Regions from separate parts of the Sus scrofa genome. Here region 2 is linked to region 1. Evidence: chromatin contacts called from public promoter capture Hi-C data. All regions are on one chromosome and are shown on one strand. The core of a region is the stretch at or near the end of the contact, and the rest is flanking DNA. Distances in the headings are between cores, read along the strand shown.

Region 1 (5,227 bases), core at 2,021-4,520:
TGCTACATGGACGCCGAGGCCTGCCTGCGTGGCCTCCGCCTGCACGTCGTGCCCTGCAAGCACATCCTCAGCTGGCCACCCAGCAGCCCCGAGCCCCCTGAGACCACCGCCCGCCCACCGCCCGAGGATGCCCCGGTGCCACCTGCTCTCTACAGCAGCCCCGCCCCGCAGGCTGTGTACGTGGGGGGCACAGCCAGCCTCCACTGCGACGTCAGTGGCCGCCCGCCGCCTGCGGTGACCTGGGAGAAGCAGAGCGACCAACGGGAGCACCTGATCATGCGGCCGGACCAGATGTACGGCAACGTGGTGGTCACCAGCATCGGGCAGCTGGTGCTTTACAACGCGCGGCCCGAGGATGCTGGCCTCTACACGTGCACCGCTCGCAACGCTGCCGGCCTGCTGCGGGCCGACTTCCCACTGTCTGTGGTCGAGCGGGAGCCGGCTGGGGACGGGCCCGCCGCCACCCCCCCGGCCCAGTGCCTGCCCAGCACGCAGGCCTGTGTCGGGCCCCCATCTAGCCGCGTCCTCTGGCACTTTGACCCGCGGCGGGGCGGCTGCATGACCTTCCCAGCTGGCAGCTGTGCGAGGGGGGCCCAGGGCTTCGAGACCTACGAGGCGTGCCAGCAGGCCTGCGCCCACGGCCCCAGGGACGCCTGCATGCTGCCGGCCGTGCAGGGCCCCTGCCAGGGCTGGGAGCCTCGCTGGGCCTACAGCCCGCTGCTGCAGCAGTGCCACCCCTTCGTGTACAGCGGCTGCGAGGGCAACGGCAACAACTTCGAGAGCCGAGAGAGCTGTGAGGGGGCCTGCCCTGTGCCGCGGATGCCACCCTGCCGGGCCTGCCGGCTCCGGAGCAAGCTGGCGCTCAGCCTGTGCCGCAGTGACTTCGCCATTGTGGGGCGGCTCACCGAGGTGCTGGAGGAGCCCGAGGCGGGCAGCGGCGGCATCGCGCGTGTGGCTCTGGACGACGTGCTCAAGGATGACAAGATGGGCCTCAGGTTCCTGGGCACCAAGTACCTGGAGGTGACACTGAGCGGCATGGACCGGGCCTGCCCCTGCCCCAACGTGACAGCTGGCGACGGCCCGCTGGTCATCATGGGCGAGGTGCGAGATGGCGTGGCCATGCTGGATGCGGGCAGCTATGTCCGTGCTGCCAGCGAGAAGCGAGTCAAGAAGATCTCAGAGCTGCTAGAGAGAAAGGCCTGTGAGCTGCTCAACCGCTTCCAGGACTAGCCTGCCCTCCCCACACCCCTCCACCCGCAGCCCCAGGCCCATGCCCCCCCACCCCCGGCCATTGAATAAAAGCATCCTGGACGTCAGGCCTGTGGGTGCTATGGGTCCTGCCACCACCTGAGGTCTTGGCTCCAGTCTGAGGTCACCAGGGAGCATGGGTGAGGACCAGCCTCTGAGTTGGACACCAGGGTGGGAGGCCAGGTGGCCGGCTTGGTCCTGCCACAGCAGTGCCTGGGTCCTCCCTCCCCTCGCTGCCTGACTGGAGCAGCAGAGTGCAGGATGTCCCCAAGCCCCGACCCAGAGCCAGACCCCTCACGTCGCCAGTGTGTGGAATCCTGGGAAATACAGCCTGCCCACCTAGTCCCTGCAGGGGTGCTCCCAGGAGGAGGCATGGCGGATACCAGCAATGGGACAGCAGAAAGCACTTTATTCCCAGGCTCTCAGCAGCCCTGTGGCCACTGGCCAAGAATCCCCCATCTGGGTGGCCCGGGGAGGCAGAGGCTGGTGGTCTGGCTCTGTCCCAGGGACGTGGGCATGCCGGAGGAGGAGGGGTTACTCTTTTCGGAAGATCAGACACTTGTTGTTGGCTGGCATGTCCACCTGGGGAAGATACTTCGGCTGGAGAAACTGCCCTGGTCCCCAGGGAGGCTGCCCGTGATCAGTCATCACCACCTACCATCCTCTCCAGGAGCAGGCTGCTGGCCTGGCCCAGGTCTGCCAGCAGGGCTGTGTCCCGCAGCCCCCACTCCGGGTTCCTGCAGGAGAGAAGGAGGTGGCGTAGCGGCCTGGGGGTCACCCAGCCCACCCGACCCCCCAACCAAGCCCCCTACCCACCCAGCTCTGACCTGCATCTGAGGCTCAGATCAAAGTCCACATTACTCTGGGGAGAAATCTTTCCGTTGACGGCGAAGGGCTGTGGAGATGGGGGTCACTACTCTGCCCGCTGCCCACGGTCAGCCCTCCCCCAGGCAGACTCACAGACGCGCACCCACAGGACGGAAAGGACACCTCCCTCCATGCCCTGCAGAGGGGAGACTGCTGAGGACCAGCTGCTGAGCCAAGAGGGTGCAGGGAGACTAGCAGGTGAGGCACACCCAGGGCCGGCTGGGGCGGTGCTGCCAGGGGAGGCCCAGCTGGGGCAGGAGCACTCACCCCGTAGGTGATGAGCACAGCCTTGGGTTTAAGCAGGTGTCCTGCTGCTCTGAAGAGGCCCTGCGGAGGTGGGAGGCCAGACAGCAGTGAGGAGCTGTCCCCGGGATCCTCCAGGAGCCCTGGGCTCAGGGCTGGAGACTCAGCCTGACCTCCCCGCACCCGCTCCCGGCCCGAATGGCCTGCCTCCCATACGTGCCAACCTGGCACCTAGCTCCCTCCCAGCACATCGCTTCGGCAGGTGGCCCCTAGGTTGTGTGCCCACAGCCCCACAGACCTCGGTGCAGCTCAGGGGGCTGATGTGGATCATGTTGATGCAGAGCAGCAGGTCCAGTGATCGCGGCAGGATCCCACCCCACTGCTCCCAATCCCAGGTCACGTCCAGGTACAGCGGGGCCTTCACGTTGGTTAGGCCCTGGGCCAGAGCCGTGGCCGAGATACTGCAGAAGGGCAGCCCGTGGGTGGCAGTGGCCTGGGCAGCCTTTCTGAGCCCCTGCACCCCCACTCAGGAGATGCTTGGAGGAATCACAAAGGCATGCGAACCATGGCAGCGGGACGGGGCCCACTTTCACCCCCGGGGTCCCGCCTTCCCGCCACACCTGTCCAGGCAGCGCTGATCCACGTCTGACGGCTGCCACTCGGCGTGCGGGAAAGCCCGCGCGAAGTGGGCTGCATGCTGGCCGGAGCCCGAGGCCACCTCGAGCACGCGGACGCCGCGCTGAGTCGGGTCCACATACTGCCGCAGCACGTGAAGGATGGGCTCCTTGTTCCGCTCGGCGGCCGCCGCCACCAGCATGGTTTCAGTCCTGCGGCCTGGGGCCCTAGTGACGATGCAGTCCCGCGCCGCTGGGCGCGTCTGAGACCCGCCCGCCGCGCAGCCGCCGCCCGCCCCACCCCGGGAAAATGAGCACAGGCGTCGCGCCTTAAAGGGCGCGCAGCGCGCGGGGGCTTCTGGTGAGGGTCTGGGCTAGAGTTTGGGTCATTGCTTTGCAGGAGCCCAAAAGCTCAGCACCCTCTGGCCGTGGCTGTCCTAGCATTTTCATAGAGCTCATTGTTCCAAAATTGTCTTGTTCGTGTCGCACCAGAATGGATGCTTCTCTCTCGTCTTTTTTTTTTTTTTCCTTCTCTTCTTCATTAATCTTTTTAGGATCAGAGTCCATTTTTTGAGATGGTGGGAAAAAAACACCGGAGAAAGAAAAGCCTGCGCCGCCCGGGAATCGAACCCGGGTCGCAAGAATGGGAATCTTGCATGATACCACTACACCAGCGGCGCTGTTGCTTAAAGGTTTCTCCCAGAGACTTAGGAGATTGTGACGCAAATCCCCTCCCCCCCTTCACCCCGCCGAGCCGGCTCCGCTCGCGCAGAGACATCAGAGTGCACGCGCCTCCGCCGCGCCCGCAGCAGGAGCAGGAACACCGGGCTTGACCGGGGATCTCGCGGTACCGTTTGGGCACCCGGCCCTCAAGGAGACGGAGTGGGGCTGAGGTTTTATGGACGCCTGGAGCGGCGTTCGCGCCTTGAAAACCATGGCAACTGAGGCATTCCGGAAGTTGTGAGGGCGGGGCTTCGTGGGTGGGCGGGTCTGTGCTTGGCAGGGCTCACGGGTGGGTGGGGCTCTGGACGGGGCGGGCCCGACCTGAAGGAACTGAGCTTGCGCGGCTCCAGGGTCTGTGACGCTGAGGTGACCCGCGCGCGCCCAGGGTTTTTCGCCGATGCTGCGAGGGGCCGGCGACCTCTGAGTCAAGGGGGAGGCCGACTTGTTGTGTCCAAAGATGCTTCGCTGCTCGGCTTCTCGGGGCCCAGGTCTCAAGCAGGCTGTTGACAGGCGGAAGGCCATGCCCCGCCGTCGGCGTAGCTCCTCTCCCTTGCTGGGCGTTTTTTCTCGCACGAGACCCCCGCCTCGCCGCAGCCGCCGTCGCTCCGGCGAGCGCTCTGTGGACGGCCCCCGGGATGGGCCGTGAGCCTCGGGTTGCTGTCAGGGGGGCGTGCAGGGTGGCGACAGGGGCCTGTGAGCGTGGTCCGACCGGGAGAAGGATCTTGCAGCTCAGGGAGGTGACGCGCTGTGGGGGTGGCCGGTCTGGACGCACCTCCGGGGACGGTTCCGCCCAGTGGGCGGGCTTCCAGGCCTCCGGACCGCGCCTTTGGCCTTTCTCCTTAAGGCCCTTTTTCCGGCTTTCCCGCTTCAGGGCACTGAGCTCTCCAGACCCTTTCCTCACCCTCCGCCTCGCCTCCCGTGTGTTGGCCGAGCACCTTGTCTGTCTCAAGGTGGAGACGAGGTATCCCTCGGTGTGACTCCCTGCCCACTGCTGATGACCCGTGGTCACCTGAGGCCTCAGCACCCAGGTCCCCCAGCCCTCCTCGCCCCCTCAGGAGGCACCAGATTTCCTGGGGGCTTCACATGGCACTCTTGGGCATGGGCCATGCTGTGATATTGTCATAGAGTACGAATTAGCTATTCGGCCTTTGTCCTGGCTCCTGGGACAGCGCTTTGAAAATTCTGGAGACTTCCCGAGTGATGAGATTGAGAGGAGCAGAGTTCCTGTCTTGCTCAGTGGGTAACCACGAGGGTGCAGGGTCGATCGCTGCCCTTGCTCACCGGGTTAAGGGTGAGCTGCCGTGCCGTGTGGGTCGCAGACTCGGCTCGGATCCCGTACGGCTGTGGCTGTGGTGTAGGCTGGCAGCTGCAGCTCCACTTCGACCCCTAGCCTGGGAACCTCCATAATGAGATGGGTATGGCCCTAAAAAGAACCAAAAAAAAAAGAGGAGGGGAGGGGCCTGAGACCCACAGATTTCCTTGCTTCCCCCATGTTGTGTGGGCTGCTTGAGGAAGTGGGCAAAGGCCCAGCA
Region 2 (5,227 bases), core at 1,147-3,646, 200 kb before region 1:
CGCCTACCCCCGGCTTCCCTGCCTTGGGGCCCAGTGGTTGCAGATAAACTGGGCAGGGGGAAGGGGGTAGCAGCTGCTGTGGGCTCCCTGTCCTGGCAGCTCCCACGCACACCAGACTCTTCCAGGGGACAAGCCAGAAAAAGCCTGCACTCGGTACCCGGCAGACCCTGGGGAGTGCCAGGCAGCCATGTAAACCAGTGGGGCCAAGCATCCAGGTCTTGTCTGTCTGTCTGTCCCTGAGGCTGGCAGAGGGGGCAGGAGGGTGCCAGGACCGGACTGGAGGGTGCAGGCGGCACGGAGCCTGCCTGGGGCCCCATTCACGTTCCCTCTCCCCCCCGCCCTCCCCCCGGGGCTGGCACTCGGCAGCTCGTGCTCCCACACACACACCTTCTCCTCCAGGAGCCTCTGCTTCTCCACGGCCTCGTCCAACGTCAGGCCAACCCACTCGGCCTCTGCCTCGGGGATGACGAACGCCTGGGCGGGCAGAGACCAGGGTCGATGAGGCCGGGGCAGCCGGCCAGGGGCCCGTGAGAGGCAGGAGGTACAGGCTTACTCCTTACCTTGTACCTGTCGTAGATGGCCGCCCTCCTGGCGGGGTCGTCCGGGTGCAGCTGGGGGTCCTGTCGGGCAAGCCGCAGCAGCATCCCCCGCTTCAGGTCCATCCCGAACTTGGAGCACAGGTCCTCCTTGGGGGTCTGGCAGGAGGCTCCACATGGGACCCGGTGCTTCAGGCAGGGTCCCGCCCCCCGCCCCCTTCAGCCTCCACGCCAGCTGCTGGCAGCACCCAGGCCAGCCCAGCACCCGGGGGCCAGAACAGAGAAAGGTCTGAGAGCAGAGGAGGTGAAGCGGGGCGGCTGCCGCAGCGACGGACTCCCACTGGGGCTGTGGGGGTCGGGGGGACAGGGTGCCGATGACATCTCAGTGGGGACCCCGCTGTCCTTGCCTTGAGGATGTAGAAGTCGAAGCCGCAGGCCTGGTCGATGAGGTCCAGGGTGCGCATGGTCACGGTCACGGTGAACCGCTTGTCCAGGATCTCACTGTAGAGCTCGCGCTGGAACAGCTGCGGCTTCCACACCTTCCTCACTCTCTTGGAGAGCTGAGGGAGCAAGAGGCTTGGTGACATCGGGCCGGGGAGCTGCACCTGTCAGCCTCCACTCGGGGGCCTGGCTGCCCAGAGGTCCGCTTCTCCCCCGACCCTGCCGAGGTGGCAGGGTCACACACAACCGTAACTGCAGGGTCCACGGGGTTTCACGGTCCAAACCAGAGCCTAAGGGCCCAAAGGCCAAGGAGACATCAAAGACACAAATCCCCACCCCGAGGGCTCGGCAGCTCCTCCAGGTTCCCCATCAGAGGCAGCAAGGCACTGGGGGCATCAGGGGCGGACTGGGGTGATCTGCCCCCCGGGTTAGTCTCTCGACCATTCTAAAGGGGGCAGGGCAGTGCCAGCCTTGCCGGTGTCAGGATAGGTGGGGGTGAGGGTGAAGCCGACAGGTCTCCTTAGGCCTCGCCCCCCACCCCCTCTCAAGACTCAGGCCTCCTCCCCATCCTGAAAGGAGCTGTGTCCGCCGGGCCGTAAGCCCTCCTCCCGAGCAGAGTCCCCTTCCTCTCCAGGTACCTCCAGACCCCAGCCGGAGCCGGGCGGCAAGGCCCGGGAGGTACCGCGCCAGCCCGTCCTGCTCGCTCACCTTGTCGTTGTTGACGTATCTGTGACCCAGCACCCAGCCCTCGCCGCCCCACAGCCCCAGCTGGGACTCCGGGGGGTAGTGAACCGGAATGGGCACGTCCTCCACGCGCTCCCGCTGCCAGTTCTTGGGGTTGATCTTGAACTTGGCCCCGTGAGGCCTGTAGTGCACGGGAGTGGGCGTCCGCGCCTCCTCCAGGGAGCGCAGGTAGTGCCGGGGCAGGCGGGAATAGATGCCCTCCCACAGCCGGAGCTGCTTCCACAGGCCGACAGGGACCTTGTGCAAGGGCATCGCGGCGAGGCTGGCGGGAGGCAGGGACCGCGGTCACGCGCGGCGGCCGGACGTGGGACAACACCCTCACCCCGGCCCCGCGCGCAAAGCCGCGTGACTCCCACTGCAAGCCAGGATCAGCCGCGCCAGCCTCCGGAGCCCAGGGCCTCGCCGGAAACGGAAGTCGTGCCGCGGCACCCTGCTCTCCAACCGCCGCTGATTGGCTGCAAGCCAGTCCGTCTACCCAGCTCGTCCCGCCCCCTCTTTGGTCCTTAGGGACCGTGGAAAACTTCCTGCAGAGATGGTGGCAGCCCCAGGGATCGTCGGCAAGTGTGGGGCCGGCAAGAATGGGCCCGTTTCCAGAGGCTTGGCCACCTTCCCTCCTCCCAGAACGAGCGCAGAAAGCAATGCAAAGACTCTTTTTACCTTGAAACATCAGTGTAGAATATTAAATTCATCAATCACAGTGAAATCAGAGCTACAGAAAAATGTCTTCAATGTCTGAAAAAATCCCCCCCCGAAATACCTTATATAAATATTTCCCCATTACAAGCCTGGAGAATGCTACGGTGGCCAAGTGCTGGGTAACTGCGGGTGTGGGAAGCCTCCCGGGAGGCCATATCCTGGATGGGACTCGGAAGGCAAGATGCCAGGTCCAGAGGTGAGAGGGCTGCGGGCCCCCACCCACCCTGGGCTCAGCACCCTCACACTGACAGTGGCCCCCCGCAGCCTACCTTAGGGAGGGCCTCCTGGGGTGGTCAGCAGCCCTTACCCTGCTTTCACCACGAGAGAGGTTAGGCCAGGTCCCCAGGAGCCCCCTCTGCAGACACGTGTTTGAGCGAGGTCAGGGTGGCCGCCGTCCCCTTCTCTTCTCAAGGAGATGCTCACTAGACAAGGGCCCAGGAACCCAGAGGGCAGTGGGGTAGAGTTGGGACAAGGTGTGCCCTGGGAGCCCAGCACTCCCAGAGCATCTTGGAGCCTCCTCTCCACGAAGGCCTCCCAGTTTTGGAGCCAACGTGAAGGGGTAGGGGTGGCCAGCCAGCCAGAAGCCAGCCTTCCCCATGCCCTCGTGGCAGCTAGCCCTTAGGCCACCCAGTGCCATCAGCTCCCTTGGCACGATCGCCCCTTCCCGTGGCAAATGCATCAGCAGGGGGCATCCTGCTGGGGCACAAGGGGTCAAGGAGCCACGCGGCGGCACAGCTACCAGCCTAAGTGCCAGAGCACAGCCTCACACAGGAACAGGGCGACACAGCCATCTTACTCTACGTTTCCCTCCAACCATCTCCAGGCCAGCAGACCACAGGGGCTTCCCCACTTGGTACCTGTGGTCTCCAGGCAGCCAGGGCCAGGCCTCAGGAGCCACTGCAGACACCCGCTGGGCCCTGCAGAGGGACCGGGTAGCTGGCAGCCAGTAGGCATAAGGGAGCTGGGGGTGTGGCCTTGCCTCCGGAGGAGGAGGAAGTGAGAGCACAGCAGTGCAATTTTATTCGGCTGGAAATCCATCTGGACAGGGTACCTCTCCCCTGGTCCTGCCCCTGGCCGGAGAAATCATCAAAGCCGCAGGTGTCCCCAAGCGGGCCACGTCATGTCACTGTGTACAGCTCTTCCTGGCGGTTCCTGCAGATATCATAGTGGCAGGTGAGCTTCTGGGAGCAGGCCCAGGGCTCGGTGTGTTGGTCCCTTGGTGGCAGCAGGAACGCAGCGCTGCCAGCCAGCAGCATGTGCCAGATGCTGTGGGTGTAGTAATAGTTGTCGCTGGTCATCATGGCGGTGTAGATGGCAATGGCCACAGAGGCCATGGCGATGCCAGGCAGGAGGTAGAAGACCCAGCGCTGCCAGGAGGGCGGGTAGCAGCGGCGTCGGCGCCCGCAGCGGTACACCTGGAGGAAAGCACTTGCGTGTCGGCGCAGGGGCTGCAACCAGGGCTGCCAAGGGCTCGCCCAGGTCTGGGAGCGTGGGCTGCTTGGTGGGGGTTCAAGCGCACAAAGACCTGAGGGTCCCCAGGCCTCAGGCATGAAACCACAGGGGGCCCTCCGCAGATGCAGAGGGTTCGGGCCCAGGACCCGGACCATGGCCCGAAGGCGGGACCAGGCCCTGTCCTCCTCTATGGATCATGTATCCCGATTGCCAGGGCACGGCGTCTGGGCGGCACCACAGCCCTGCCCCAGCCACTTACCCACATGGTGACCATAACCACGATGGCAAAGAGGCACGGCCCCAGCATGTTCCAGGCGGCCCTGCGGTCCAGCTGCAAGGACATGGCGAAGACCAGGGTGCCCAGGAGAAACAGAACCTGGGTGACACAAAGGGAAGGCCGCAAGGTTGTGGGAGCCAGGCGGACGGCACACGGCTCAGCGGGAGCAGGTGGAGTGGCCCTGCCGCCATCCCACTGCCCCCGTGCCCAGCTGGCAGAGCAGGCGAAGTCTGCCCCTCCCCAAGCCCCCGCATGGCTGGGATCCATCCATCCCCCAAGGCTGTCCACAGGCGAATTTCTGTCTGAGGCACGACCTTGGCAGGCAGGGCACCAGGACACGCGTTTCCATCAGGCTGGCCCAGCTACAGCGGAAATGCCCCCAAAGGGTCCTCGGCCTCAGGGACTCCGACGGCACAGCTGGGGGCTTCTCAGGGAGGCAGGCCCAGGGCTGGAGGCCAGGCCTTCTTTCTTTTCTTTTTTGCTTTTTAGGGTGGCATCCGCAGCATGTGGAAGTTCCCAGGCCAGGGATCACTGGATCCGAGCTGTGTCTATGACCTATACCATAGCTCACGGCAATGCTGGGTCTTTCAACCCACTGAGTGAGGCCAGGGATCGAACCCACATCCTCACGGATACTAGCTGGGTTCATTACCACTGAGCCACAACGGGAACTCCGAAGAGGGTTTTTTGTTTTGACTGCAGTGTGCAGTGGCTTAACGCAGGATCTCGGTCCCCAGACGAGGATTAAAGCTGGGCTGCAACGGTGAAAGCATCGAATCCTAACCACTAGACCACCAGGGAACTCCCCAGGCCTCCTCTGTGAATGGGCCTTGCCTGTCTCACCTTTCCCTTCCTGGCATCCTCCAGGCAGCCAGCACGGTTCCCAGAGGCAGCCTCCACCCATAAGGACTGGTCAAAACCAGAGGCTTCTCAGGGCAGCAGCTGAACCCCCTTTCAGTCTCCCCCTCCACATGCTGTGCACAGGGGGCCGCCGCTCCCCCAGAGCCAGAAGGTCAGGAGGCCACTTACGTATTTCGGGGCTGCCTTCAGTCTCGCCATGCAGAGCACGGTGACCCAGACG

Evidence for each region. Promoter capture Hi-C pulls out the DNA fragments that hold promoters and counts their contacts.
Region 2: a contact with region 1 is called in a promoter capture Hi-C map of fetal liver, with 2.7 times the contacts expected there. The contact joins the promoter of MRPL28 here to the promoter of METTL26 in region 1. A contact is called at or near these places in 1 of 5 promoter capture datasets (fetal liver), 1 of 47 Hi-C or Micro-C datasets (liver) and 1 of 2 datasets of contacts at active chromatin or transcription factors (alveolar macrophages).

What each region holds. Positions count from the first base shown.
Region 1 is chr3:41,132,289-41,137,515 of Sscrofa11.1, reverse strand. It overlaps METTL26 (UPF0585 protein C16orf13 homolog), which reads right to left and starts at 3,270. Exons shown (of 6, transcript XM_021086912.1): 1 at 2,979-3,270; 2 at 2,657-2,819; 3 at 2,383-2,442; 4 at 2,076-2,143; 5 at 1,907-1,985; 6 at 1,636-1,830. The coding sequence starts at 3,175. The coding sequence ends at 1,783. It overlaps MCRIP2 (MAPK regulated corepressor interacting protein 2), which reads left to right and starts at 4,067. Exons shown (of 7, transcript XR_002342465.1): 1 at 4,067-4,183. It overlaps TRNAG-CCC (a tRNA gene), which reads right to left and starts at 3,652; the gene lies at 3,582-3,652. WFIKKN1 (WAP, Kazal, immunoglobulin, Kunitz and NTR domain-containing protein 1) reads left to right here. Exons shown (of 2, transcript XM_021086907.1): 2 at 1-1,316. The coding sequence ends at 1,230.
Region 2 is chr3:41,327,581-41,332,807 of Sscrofa11.1, reverse strand. MRPL28 (39S ribosomal protein L28, mitochondrial) reads right to left here and starts at 2,396. Exons shown (of 5, transcript XM_005655127.3): 1 at 1,686-2,396; 2 at 944-1,096; 3 at 561-695; 4 at 388-474. The coding sequence starts at 1,973. TMEM8A (transmembrane protein 8A) reads right to left here. Exons shown (of 12, transcript XR_002342470.1): 9 at 4,461-5,227; 10 at 4,129-4,245; 11 at 2,725-3,832; 12 at 2,378-2,453.